2 separate regions of the Rattus norvegicus genome follow, and region 2 is linked to region 1. A link is a contact called in public Hi-C data. All regions are on one chromosome and are shown on one strand. Each heading gives the region's core, a stretch centred on a gene start, on an enhancer-like site or on the middle of the called end of the contact. The rest is flanking DNA. Distances are from core to core; before and after follow the strand shown.

Evidence for each region. A called contact is a pair of places that touch in the nucleus more often than the background predicts.
Region 2: a Hi-C map of liver shows a contact between it and region 1, with 1.9 times the contacts expected there. The contact joins two enhancer-like sites. A contact is called at or near these places in 2 of 12 Hi-C or Micro-C datasets (kidney and liver).

Annotation. Positions count from the first base shown.
Region 1 is chr1:262,435,706-262,440,908 of GRCr8, reverse strand. No RefSeq gene overlaps it. Among named protein-coding and RNA genes, the nearest start is that of Smndc1, 32 kb to the right of the region's middle. Within about 2 kb of position 2,313, at least 27 of the 93 cell types and tissues checked have an H3K27ac peak or open chromatin away from gene starts, as enhancers often do. A contact at or near this core is called in liver, where this site is marked.
Region 2 is chr1:262,516,789-262,522,124 of GRCr8, reverse strand. No RefSeq gene overlaps it. Among named protein-coding and RNA genes, the nearest start is that of Dusp5, 24 kb to the left of the region's middle. Within about 2 kb of position 1,899, at least 19 of the 93 cell types and tissues checked have an H3K27ac peak or open chromatin away from gene starts, as enhancers often do. A contact at or near this core is called in liver, where this site is marked.

The DNA of each region.
Region 1 (5,203 bases), core at 1,064-3,563:
AGACAGGAAACAGGAATGCCCCTGTGTGCACAAACACATTAAGAAACGAGAGTGTGTGGGGGAGGAGGTAAGGAGCCTCGCTGCAGAAAAAGAAACGTAGCCCTGGGGAAGTCCCAGGAGAGATCTATCTGAACGAGTACAACCTGAGTCCTGTGCTCTCTCCTTCTCTCTGGGGCAGCCTCGAGGTCGATGCAGCCTCAGCGCCCCCACGCTGCGCAGTCTGCAGGTGCGTGGAAACTCCTTCCCCTCCTCAAACCCACCACCCTCCTTCCCCCAGATTTGCCTACTTCCTCTTAGCCACCAGCTCAGCTTCTGGCACCTCACCCTTGGCACCTGGCCCTCTTCTGTCACAGCAAAGTGATTTCAGTTTTGTGTATATCGGTTTCAGATCTGTGTGCCCGATCAGATGTGAGGCTCAGCGTGAGCAGGGCCTGGATCCTTGGTGTCTGTGCCTGACATGTGGGGCTCTCTGCAGTCGCTCATTAATGTAAATAAATAACGGCATGGAGTAGTGTTCCGGTTTCCTAACTGTTGCTATGATAAAACACTGACTAAAAGCAGTTTCAAGGAGGGAAGGGTCTGCTTGGCTTACACTTCCGGGTCAGCGTTCACCATGGAAGGGAGTCAAGGCAGGAACTCAACCAGGAGCTTGAACCAGAAACCATGGGGGAATGCTGCTTGCTGGCTTATTCTTTTTTTTTTTTTTTTTTTTTTTTTTTTTGTTCTTTTTTTCGGAGCTGGGGACCGAACCCAGGGCCTTGTGCTTCCTAGGCAAGCGCTCTACCACTGAGCTAAATCCCCAGCCCCTTGCTGGCTTATTCTTAACTAAACTTTCTTATTCCCTACACAGGGAATGACGCCACCCACAGTGGGCTGGGTCCTTCTTTATCAATTAACAATTGAGATCATTCCCCCCCATAGAGATGACTACCAGCCAATCTGATCTGGGCAATCTCTCAACTGAGACTGCCTTCTTGGGTGACTCTTGGCTGTGTCAACTTGGTAGTTAAAGCTGAGACATGTGACTTTGGACTTTGGCTCCTGAAATAAATGCCCTCTGTCCCTCATTTCTGAAATCTTTTTTTTTCTTTTTTCTTTTTTTTCGGAGCTGGGGACTGAACCCAGGGCCTTGCGCTTCTAGGCAAGCGCTCTACCACTGAGCTAAATCCCCAACCCCTTCATTTTGAAATCTTAGACAGGCCTGAATGTAGCTGGGTGTTTGCTTCAACTTCTAGGTCACGGAGGAATGGTGAGTGGTGTCCAGTCCCTCAAAGCTGAGGTTCCATCCAGCAAAGGCACACATCCAAAGTGGACTCTCTGGAGTTCTAGGTCTTCTGCCGTTCTTTAACAGCCTATTGGATCTGTGAGGGCACCTTGTCCCCACTTCCGATCCCAGCTAGCCTGCCCCCTAAGGGTTGAGGGATTGTCAGTCAAGGTTATAAGCATAGGTTTCCCCAGAGGGTTGCAGGTACCAAAGCAGGATTAAGGAACTCGAACAGGTCCTTCTGCCTTCTGGGTTTGCCTGCAAATAATGGCGCTTCGCAGAGAGCAGTCTAGTATTCACATGATTTTCCCCCCATTTAGTTTGAAGTGGAATATATTCTTTTTTTTTTTAAACCTGACGCCCACAACTTCACGGCTGCAGCTGTGTATAACTCTCTCACACAAGGAAGGAACCCTGACCAAATTCTTCATCCTTCCTCTTATTTCTCTCAGTGTTGGGATGGTAGAGGTGGGGTGAAAGACTTATGCCAACAAAGAAAACAGTGAGGTACAACCCGTTTTCTCCTCCGAGGCTCCTGCGGGGGTTGGGGTTGTTGGGGAGCCCTGATACCCACAGCTGGGGACCAGCCTGCCCTTAGCAGTCAGCTTCTCTCCTTTCCCCAGCAGCAGCAGGCGTAGTCTGACCATGAACATCAGGAAACAGCAAGTGCAGGGGGCAAGTGAGTTCAGTTCCGTAGGTAGGTGTCTGCTCTTAGATACTGCCTGATTCCTCCTCAGTACGCTCCGCTTCCTTCCTCCCGCCCACCTCAGGTGAAAAGAAGAGCACGAAATTCTTTTGCCTCTTTGCAGCCGCCAAGTCTTTAATTTTCTGGCACCAGTCGCCTTCGCGGGAGGATGAGAAATGTACTGGTAGGATATTCAGGAAGTTGAAGGTAGCTGATTGGTGCTAATGGGTGTGGGGCGTGCCTTGTCTCTGTCCCAGTCTCTCTACTTAATCGCAAGAGGCTTTTCAGCAGAGTCCTACAGCCTGGGCAGACTTGAGCGGTCCCTCACGGCCTGGCTGAGTAGTCTCTGAGCGTCGTGATAGGGGCCCACAACATCCCCTCCCACCTTACTCAGATGGTGACTCTGACTTAGATCACTGCACCGTGGCTTGAGCACTTTGTGCTCCGGAAGAGGTTTTGCTCTGTCATTGCTCTCCTCCTCCAGAGGCCAGTGCATCAAAAGAGAGTCAGCACCCTGTAAATAGTTGTGTTCCTAGGTGAGTGGCAGGTGTCACACACGCATGTGTTGCTTGCTGTGACGAAAATGCAATTCGTAAGTAAAAAAAAACAGTTGGTTCTTTGTTACAGCATTCCACACTGGGCTCCATCCAGCATGACTCCATACCTTGGGCTGGGGGTGGGGGAACCACTGAATACCTAGGATTCCTAAAGGTGAGAGAGACTTAGAGGGGGGGTTCGGGGGCGGGGGGGGGGTGCTTACGCAACCCAGTAGGCAATCTGCCTCTGACTACTATACACTAGTTCTGTGAACTCTAGTACTTGATCTCTTGTTATCCCTAGTTTCCTCATGAGTAACATGAGAACTTAGTAATAACTAATCTTATGCGTAAAGCATCTAAAATGTTGGCTAGCACACCATAAGCATGGTACAAATCTGCTATTATGAACACTAAATGTCACTCTGAAGAGTCCCTTACTAACTGTAACTAGGAACTGTGATTCCTTTTCTTTAGTTTTCAGAGAGAGAGAGAGAGAGAGAGAGAGAGAGAGAGAGAGAGGGAGGGAGAGAGGGAGGAAGAGGAAGAAGAAAAAGAAAAAAAATGAAAGAAAGGAAAATATTTTTATTTTATTTTTATAAAATTTATTTTTGTGGCAGGGTGTCACAGCACACACTTAATCCCAGTACTTGGGAGACAGAAGTAAATGGATCTCTGTGAGTTTGAGGCCAGCCTGGTCTACATAGTGAGTTCTAAGACAGCTGTGCTCAGAGGTCTACTTACCCAGTGAGTGGCAGTCTGCCCAACTTGTACTTGGTGGGAGACATCCCTCTACTCTTTCCCTGCTCTCCCTGTGGAAGACCCCCAACTTAAAAAAATTATATATAATACATATATAATATTGTGTACATATATGTATACATACATGTGAATGAGTGTTTTACCTATATAGTGTGTGCACTACATGTGTGTGCAGTGTTCAAGGAGTCTAGACAGGCAGTTAGGAGGAGCCATGTAAGTGTGAACTTGGCTTCTCCTTTTTTAAAAAGATTTATTTATTTATTTCATGTATATGAATGCACTGTCACTGTCTTCAGACACTCAAGAAGAGGACATTGAATCAGCATTACAGATGGTTGTGAGCCACCATGTGGTTGCTGGGAATTGAACTCAGGACCCCTGGAAGAGCAGTCAGTGCTCTTAACCGCTGAGCCATCTCCCCAGTCCGATCTTGGGTTCTCTAGAGGAATCCCAAGTGCCCATAGCAACTGAAACATTTCTCCAGCACCTGTTTTTATTCTTTTTAATTATGTGTATGTATGTGCGGGTATGTGCACATATGCATTTGTGTGTGACTGTGGAGAACAGAGATGTTGAGTTTTCCTGGAGCTGGAGTTAGAGGTAGTTGTGAACTGCCTGACATGAAGTCAGTCCCAATTTTAAGACATTCAGTCTTTGGACCCCAGTGGAGCCATCTGGTGGAGAGTGTCAAACGTGAAGCACTTCAGCTCTTACCGGTCTCAATTTCCACCATGACTACTCAGCTCTCCTGTTGGAGTGTGGAAGTAGCCTCAGACGGTATGGAAATGATGAAGGAGGCTGTGTGCTAATAAAACTTTATTGACAAAAACAGAAAGCAGGCCATGTTTATCCAGCAGGCCATAGTGTGCCCACTCCTGACCTGTGGTAATTCCTCTGACAGACATTGTCTCCATCCGTTCTTTACCATAACATTTTCTTCTGCCGTAAAGCTTACCTATGGGTCTGAGTGCTCACTTCCTCTAAGAGGAAACACACACAGAAGTGGAAACTGGGGGGGAGGGGGGGTGAAAACTGGGAAGAAATTTTTAATCTGTTTCCTCTTGCCTATAGCAGGGATATAACCCACAGAAAAGATGAGTCCGAAGCCAGGAGATAGGTCTGTGGAAACCGACTTCCTTCTGGAAGTTTGTCTTTCTTCTATTGGTCCATCTTTACTGCTAGTGTGGGGCTTCCGGTAGGACCCGATTCCCAGAATTCCATTTTACTACCTTTTCTAAGAAGCTGGCTGAGACAAGCCCCCCCCCCCCCCGCGATACAGCTCCACCCACCCACCCGGAGCTGAGGACTGAACCCAGGCTTTACGACTTATGAGGTGACAAAAAAATCCAAGTTCAAGGCACGGGGCAGCCGCTTCATGAGTCTGAGCAAAGAGCTTGAGAAGTCTGTCGGGCTGGAAACGTAGGTGAGTCGGAGTGTTGGAGTAGCATGCGTGAGGCCCTGGGTTCTGTCCAGCTGGAATCGTATAGAACGGACCACAGTGATACATACGCCAGCCCTAGGTAGACAGATGCAAGATGACCAGAAAGAAGTTCAAAGTCACCCTCATCCAGCCTGGGAGAAATGAGTTTTTTGTTTTTTTTTTCCCTTAGGAAAAGTAAAAAGGAAGGAAGGTCAAGTCTGGAGACTGGAGCATGTTTTGACTTGCTCTACAAGATAGTTTGAAATCACACATGGATTTGACTAGCCAGTTGGCACACGGAGTCCTGTCTGTCTGATATCCTATGAGTCCTCCTCCTGACGCCTAACACTGATCCTCAGTACCATCTAAGGCTTCTCTGGGCAACTGCTGGTCCGAGTTCTGCCCTGCTACTCACCCTGTGCAGCACTGAGAGACGGCTCTGGGGGTGGGAAGGTGCAGTCTGAGATGTGAGGAAGCCGAAGTTAGCTTCTGGGCCCCCAGTGGCCACTGGAGAACCACACAGAGAAGTCGGAATG
Region 2 (5,336 bases), core at 650-3,149, 82 kb before region 1:
ACCAGAGAAGATGGACATCGGGGAGGCTGTGACAGGCGGAATCGTCACCGCTGTGCCCAAGCTCACCGTGTGCACCCAGAGAACATAAGTGGATTCTTACCAGGATCACAGCATAGAGGGGCTGAATGGGCTGTGTCCAGACTACCTCAGGCAGCATTCTCTGCCTTATTTATCTTCCAATACAACCCCTCAGGCTAATTCCATGCCCCCACCTCCCCCTACTCCATGCCTGTGACAAGGTCTAGCTATGTTACCAAGATGGTCTTGAACTCTTGGGCTCAAGCAATCTCTCCCCTTATCTTCCCAACTAGCTGAGGCTATAGGTGTGTGCCAGCTTGGGCAACTACTCTTGGCACGTTCTTCTGGTCGAGGAAACCTGGGTACAGGAAGGAATCCTGCCGAGGTCTCACTGTCAGCTCCAGGGCTCAGATGCATAGTGCGATTTTTGCACCACAAGTTTTGAGGCTTCTACGACCTTCCCAGGATTTATTACTTTGGTTATCTCTGCCTTGCTTCCTTGCGGTTACCAGAAATAAAGTTACATGAAGAAGAAATGATGTCGTGGTTGGTTTGGGGACAATGGGGTTAGGAGGAAATAGGACCACTAAGGTCTGTGACGGAATCTAGGAGGACCCTATAAAGACCACCCAGGAAGGGAGAGAACCAGGCCAGATCACAAACTGCACTGTTAGCCAGGCTGTGGCATGACTGGGTCTCTACCGACTTGTGAGGACTTGGCTCTAGAGAAGGACTTAGCAGGAACTGAATGGAGCCCTGCTTGGCACGGACTGTCCTCATCCTGGGTCTTGGGCCTACCCTCAACTCCCAGCTTCCCTGTTGGAGGACAATCCCAGCCTGCGGGATTTTCCTGGAAAGCCAAACACCCTGGGAGAAAGCAACAGGCACAGGATGCATCTGACTCAGGACAGACTTAGAGCCACTTCCCCAGGATGCCAGGTTGGGGGACCAGACTCCTGCTCTGCCACTGGGGTGGTGGTATTGACGGTGGTGATGGTGGTGGTGGTGGTGGTGGTGGCCATGGCGGTGGCGGCGGCAGTGGCGGCGAAGCTTCTCCCTAGAATCTGCAGAGAGGCCATGTGGAGTCCCTATGACCTACTCAAAACATGTGTGGGTGTTCCGGATGTTTCGGTGTACACCTTTAACCCCAGCCCTTGGTAGGCAGAGGCAAGCAGATCTCTCTGTAAGTTGGAGGCCAGCCAGAGCTAACACAGTGAGCCTTTCCCCCACTCCCTCCAAAAAAGCGGGTGAGTAAACCCCAGGAGCTGAACCAGACCCAGGAAGGAACGGGAATGGAAGGAAGGGAGAAACACGCCATCTAGGCTGGAGGCTGGGCCTGGCAGAGGCTGGCTGGGTTAGAGAGGTAAGAACCGGGTGTACTTCATTATGCTCTGTCATTTGAGGCTACACCTCTGTCGCAGAGCTGATCGACTTTAGAACTGGACGAAGGCAGTACTGTCAGGGCCTGGTGTTCTGGCGAAGGCCATCTGGGGTCTGCAGGTGCCTTCTCCCTTGGCCCACTCCCAGCTCAAGCCCCTTCCCAGCCTTCCCTCCCGTGCTGTTCCAGAGTGACCACAGAACAGCTCAGGCTGGGTGCTGAGTCATAAGACCACAGCGCCTGCCAGAGGGTGAGAGTGACAGATGGCTCTACGAGGGCATGGGGTGGGGGTGGGGGTCCGCGCGGGGTTACGGGAGGCAGATGGAGGGAGCAGTGGCCTTGGACCCAGCAGGGATTCAAAGAGGTGACCTGGGAGGTATGCCCAGTCCAACTACAGCCCCCTCCTCCCTTCCCCTGTTCCACGCCTCTACCAAGGAAGCTCGTCACTGCTTCAGCCACCAGCCTGGCTGGGGATTAGAGTGGAAAGTAATGGAAAGAACACGGAGCCTGCAGCCCTAGCCCCGGAGCTTCCGCCCGCCAGGCTGGGTCGTCTGTGGGAGGCAGAACCTAGCTCTGTTTATCCAGGCCACGCTCTTCCGGAGCAGATGGGCGCCTGTCATTGCTGCCAGCCAGGAACTGGGCTGACGCCCTCTTACTGCCAAGTGGCAAGTGGCTCGAGGGCTTGGAGGGGCGCATGTTTGATTTGGCTACTCACGAGGGGAAGTCTTTCTGGCTGAGAGCTGCCTGCACACCTGAGTGAGCACAGTCTCCAAGGAGCATGGATCACAGGACACAGTAGGAACTCCGACCCAAAGAGGCCCAGCCTTTTCAGTGGCTGGGACCCGGCCGCTCAGGGGACTTTCTGTGGCATACTACAGTATCAATCTGCCACAAGTTAGGTGGCATAGAAATAATCTCCCAATTCTGAAGGCCAGCCTTTAAACCAAGGGGCATCTTGGGTTCCTTTGGAAGGCCCAGGAAGAGTTTCACCGCACGACATTGATTTCTGGTAGCTGCCAGAAATTCGTGTTTCCTTGCTTGGAAATCTAGTCACGCCAAACCTCCGCTTCCGTTATCCCTCAGCAACTCCTTTTCTTTTTACTACATCTGTCTGTCTGTCTGTCTGTCTGTCTGTATGCATGTATGTCTGTGTCAGTCCATCGTCTGTCCATCTGCCCATCTGTCCGTCCACCTGTCCATCTGTCCATCCGTCCGCCTGCCTGTCTGTCTAGTGTGTGCAGAGAGGATATACATGCAGGGGTAGCCTGTGTGTGGAGGTCAGAGGACAACCTGGTATGGTCGGTTCTCTCCGTCCACAATGCAGGTTCCATGGATGGAATTCAGGTCTTCTGTTTTGGAAGCAAGCAGCTTTGCCCACTGAGCCAGCATACTAGTCCAGCAGTTTCTCTTTTTTTAAAAGTAAGGACATTAGTCCTATGGGGTCAAGGGCCCATCGTGTGCCTTGCTCTAGGTAAGAGTTCTTTACCAGCTTCCGAGGTCTCCTGGAATCAGAGCAGGGACATAAATGGGAACAGAAGCACACCCTCTCTCCTGCTATATACAGTTAAGGAGAGGAACGTCTTTGGGAACCGTCTGGACAAGAAGCGGGGTTTGCCCTCTTTAGTGGTAGGCAAGAGAGGTGTATTAGAATACAGTGGGCAACTGAGATTGGCTCAATTAGAAGGGACCTGAGGGCTATGCCAACTAACTCAAGGGCTTGGTGGGCCAAGGGGCCTAACTTCCTGTCTAGTTGTTGACGTGTCTGGGACTTGAACTCTGCTCATCCTGGACTGAGACCAGCCGAAGTTCCCATCTTCATCAGAATAAGAAGCAGCACTGTTGTGTTGGGCTGGAGGAGGGAAAGTGGAGAAGATCTCACCAGTCCCTCAGCTCCTTGGTCCTGCCTCCAAGTCTTGTGGTTCTTAGAGGGAGACAGGGAGAAACTATGAACAGGGACTAATTAACAAACTGGTGTCCCTGGCCCCTGGCCTGGTCCCTGGCATACAGTTAGCAGCAGGGGATACTTACTGAACAGCAATAGCAAAGGCAGAAAGGCCTGCGGTAACTGTCACGGCCCTCCCACTCTCCAGCATCCCCTCTCCCTAAGAGGATGGGATCCCAACCTCCTCAGTCTGAAGGGACTCAGCCGTAGGATCTGTCTTTTGCTCAGTAGAGTGCAAGCCTCCCATGCCGGAGGATTTTTATCTTAATTCAATGTTCAGAACCCAGATTCAAGGAGAACTAAAGAGTCACTTCTTACAAAACTTGCATTCTGAGTGGTAAGCCAACAGAAAACAAAGTAAGAATAGATTCTGTATTGGCTAGCTTTAGGTCAACATAAGCTAGAGTCGTCAGAGAGGAGGAGAAATGGAAATGTTTGGTAACACCGGGCTGCAGGTAAGTCCATAGGTCATTCTCTCAGTTAGTGATTGATGGTGGAGGGCCCAACCCATTGTGGATGCTGCCACCCTGGGCTGGTGGTCCTGGGTTCAATAAGAAAGCAGGTTGAGCAAGCCATGAGGAACAAACCAGTAAGCAACATCCCTCCATGGCTTCTGCATCAGCTTCTTCTCTCAGGTTCCTGCCCTGCTTGAGTTTCTGCTCCGACTTCCCTCAGTGATGAACCGTGATGTAGAAGCATAAACTGAATCAACCCTTTCTTCCCCCAGTCTCCTTGATCATGGTGCTTCATCACAGCAATGGTAACCCTGAGAAGGACAAGCACCACAGGGACTTTAGGGACCGATATGCACCTAAGGTGGGAAGCAAATCTCAGGAGAGGAAGGAAGGCCATGGTCAGGGAAGGCCTCAAAGAGAAAGTGACTCCAGCCCTGACCAAGAGTGAGCATCTGGCTGTGGTACCCTGGAACAAACACATCCAGCAGCTTCCTGAGGTCACATTGACTTCCTCTCCAGGCCCCTGCTGGTCCTGCCCCAGGAAACCCAAACCCTACCCTAGCTAATTGACTGTGTCCCCTCTTGGGGTGAGCTCTTCTTATCAGACCCTCTTGTTCCCTCTGTCACTGGCCACTGGGGGAGAGAAAGGAATCACGGCTGCTCTTTCTTTGGCTTGAGGGAAGAGAGTCTTCGTGCAGTGTTGGACAGTGCAGACAGGAGCAGGTGAACTGCACAGGCAGATGAGAGGAATCGAGCCTTGGCAATGGCTGGGGATTAGCAAGAGAAAACAAACCGGGGTGGCATTCTGTAGGTCACAGGAACTCACGGGCTGGAAGGGACCAGGGAACAATCCCCAATCCCATTCCAGATTTTCACTCGAACCAGCAATGAGGAGATGCTTGGACAAATGTAGGAGGTGCTAACTTTCTGTCTGTCTGTCTCCCTGTCTCCCTGTCTGTCTGTCTATCCAGGTACCGTCTGTCTACAACCATCTATCTGTCCATCCATCCATCCACCCATCCATCCATCCATCATCTATCTATCATCTATCTATCCATCCATCCATTCATGTATCATCTATCCATCTACTATCTATCTATCTATCTATCTATCTATCTATCTATCTATCTATCATCTATTTGCCTGTTTCTCTGTCTTCTATTCATTGAGATAAGGTCTCTCATAGCCTATGCTGGCCTTGAACTTCTGATCTTCCTACCTCAACTTCTAAGTGCTAGGATTACAGGGCTGTGTTACTGTGATTGTGGTATTATTAGATTAGGACACTGGTGAGCATGCAAAACCCCATGCTGAAGGCAGCAGGAAGCTCTCAGATGTTTCGTACCACACAGGAAGGAAAGGGCTAATGAAGTGAACACCACTCAAATATTTGAGTGAGTGTTCAGCACCTTTAGCCATTAGGGAAACGCAAACCAAGCTACGGGGGAGAGAGACTATCCCATCCCGTCAGAGCGGATGTCATTAAGAAATCAGAGAGCCATGAGGAAAAAAAAAAAAAAGAAATCAGAGAGCAACAAAGGCT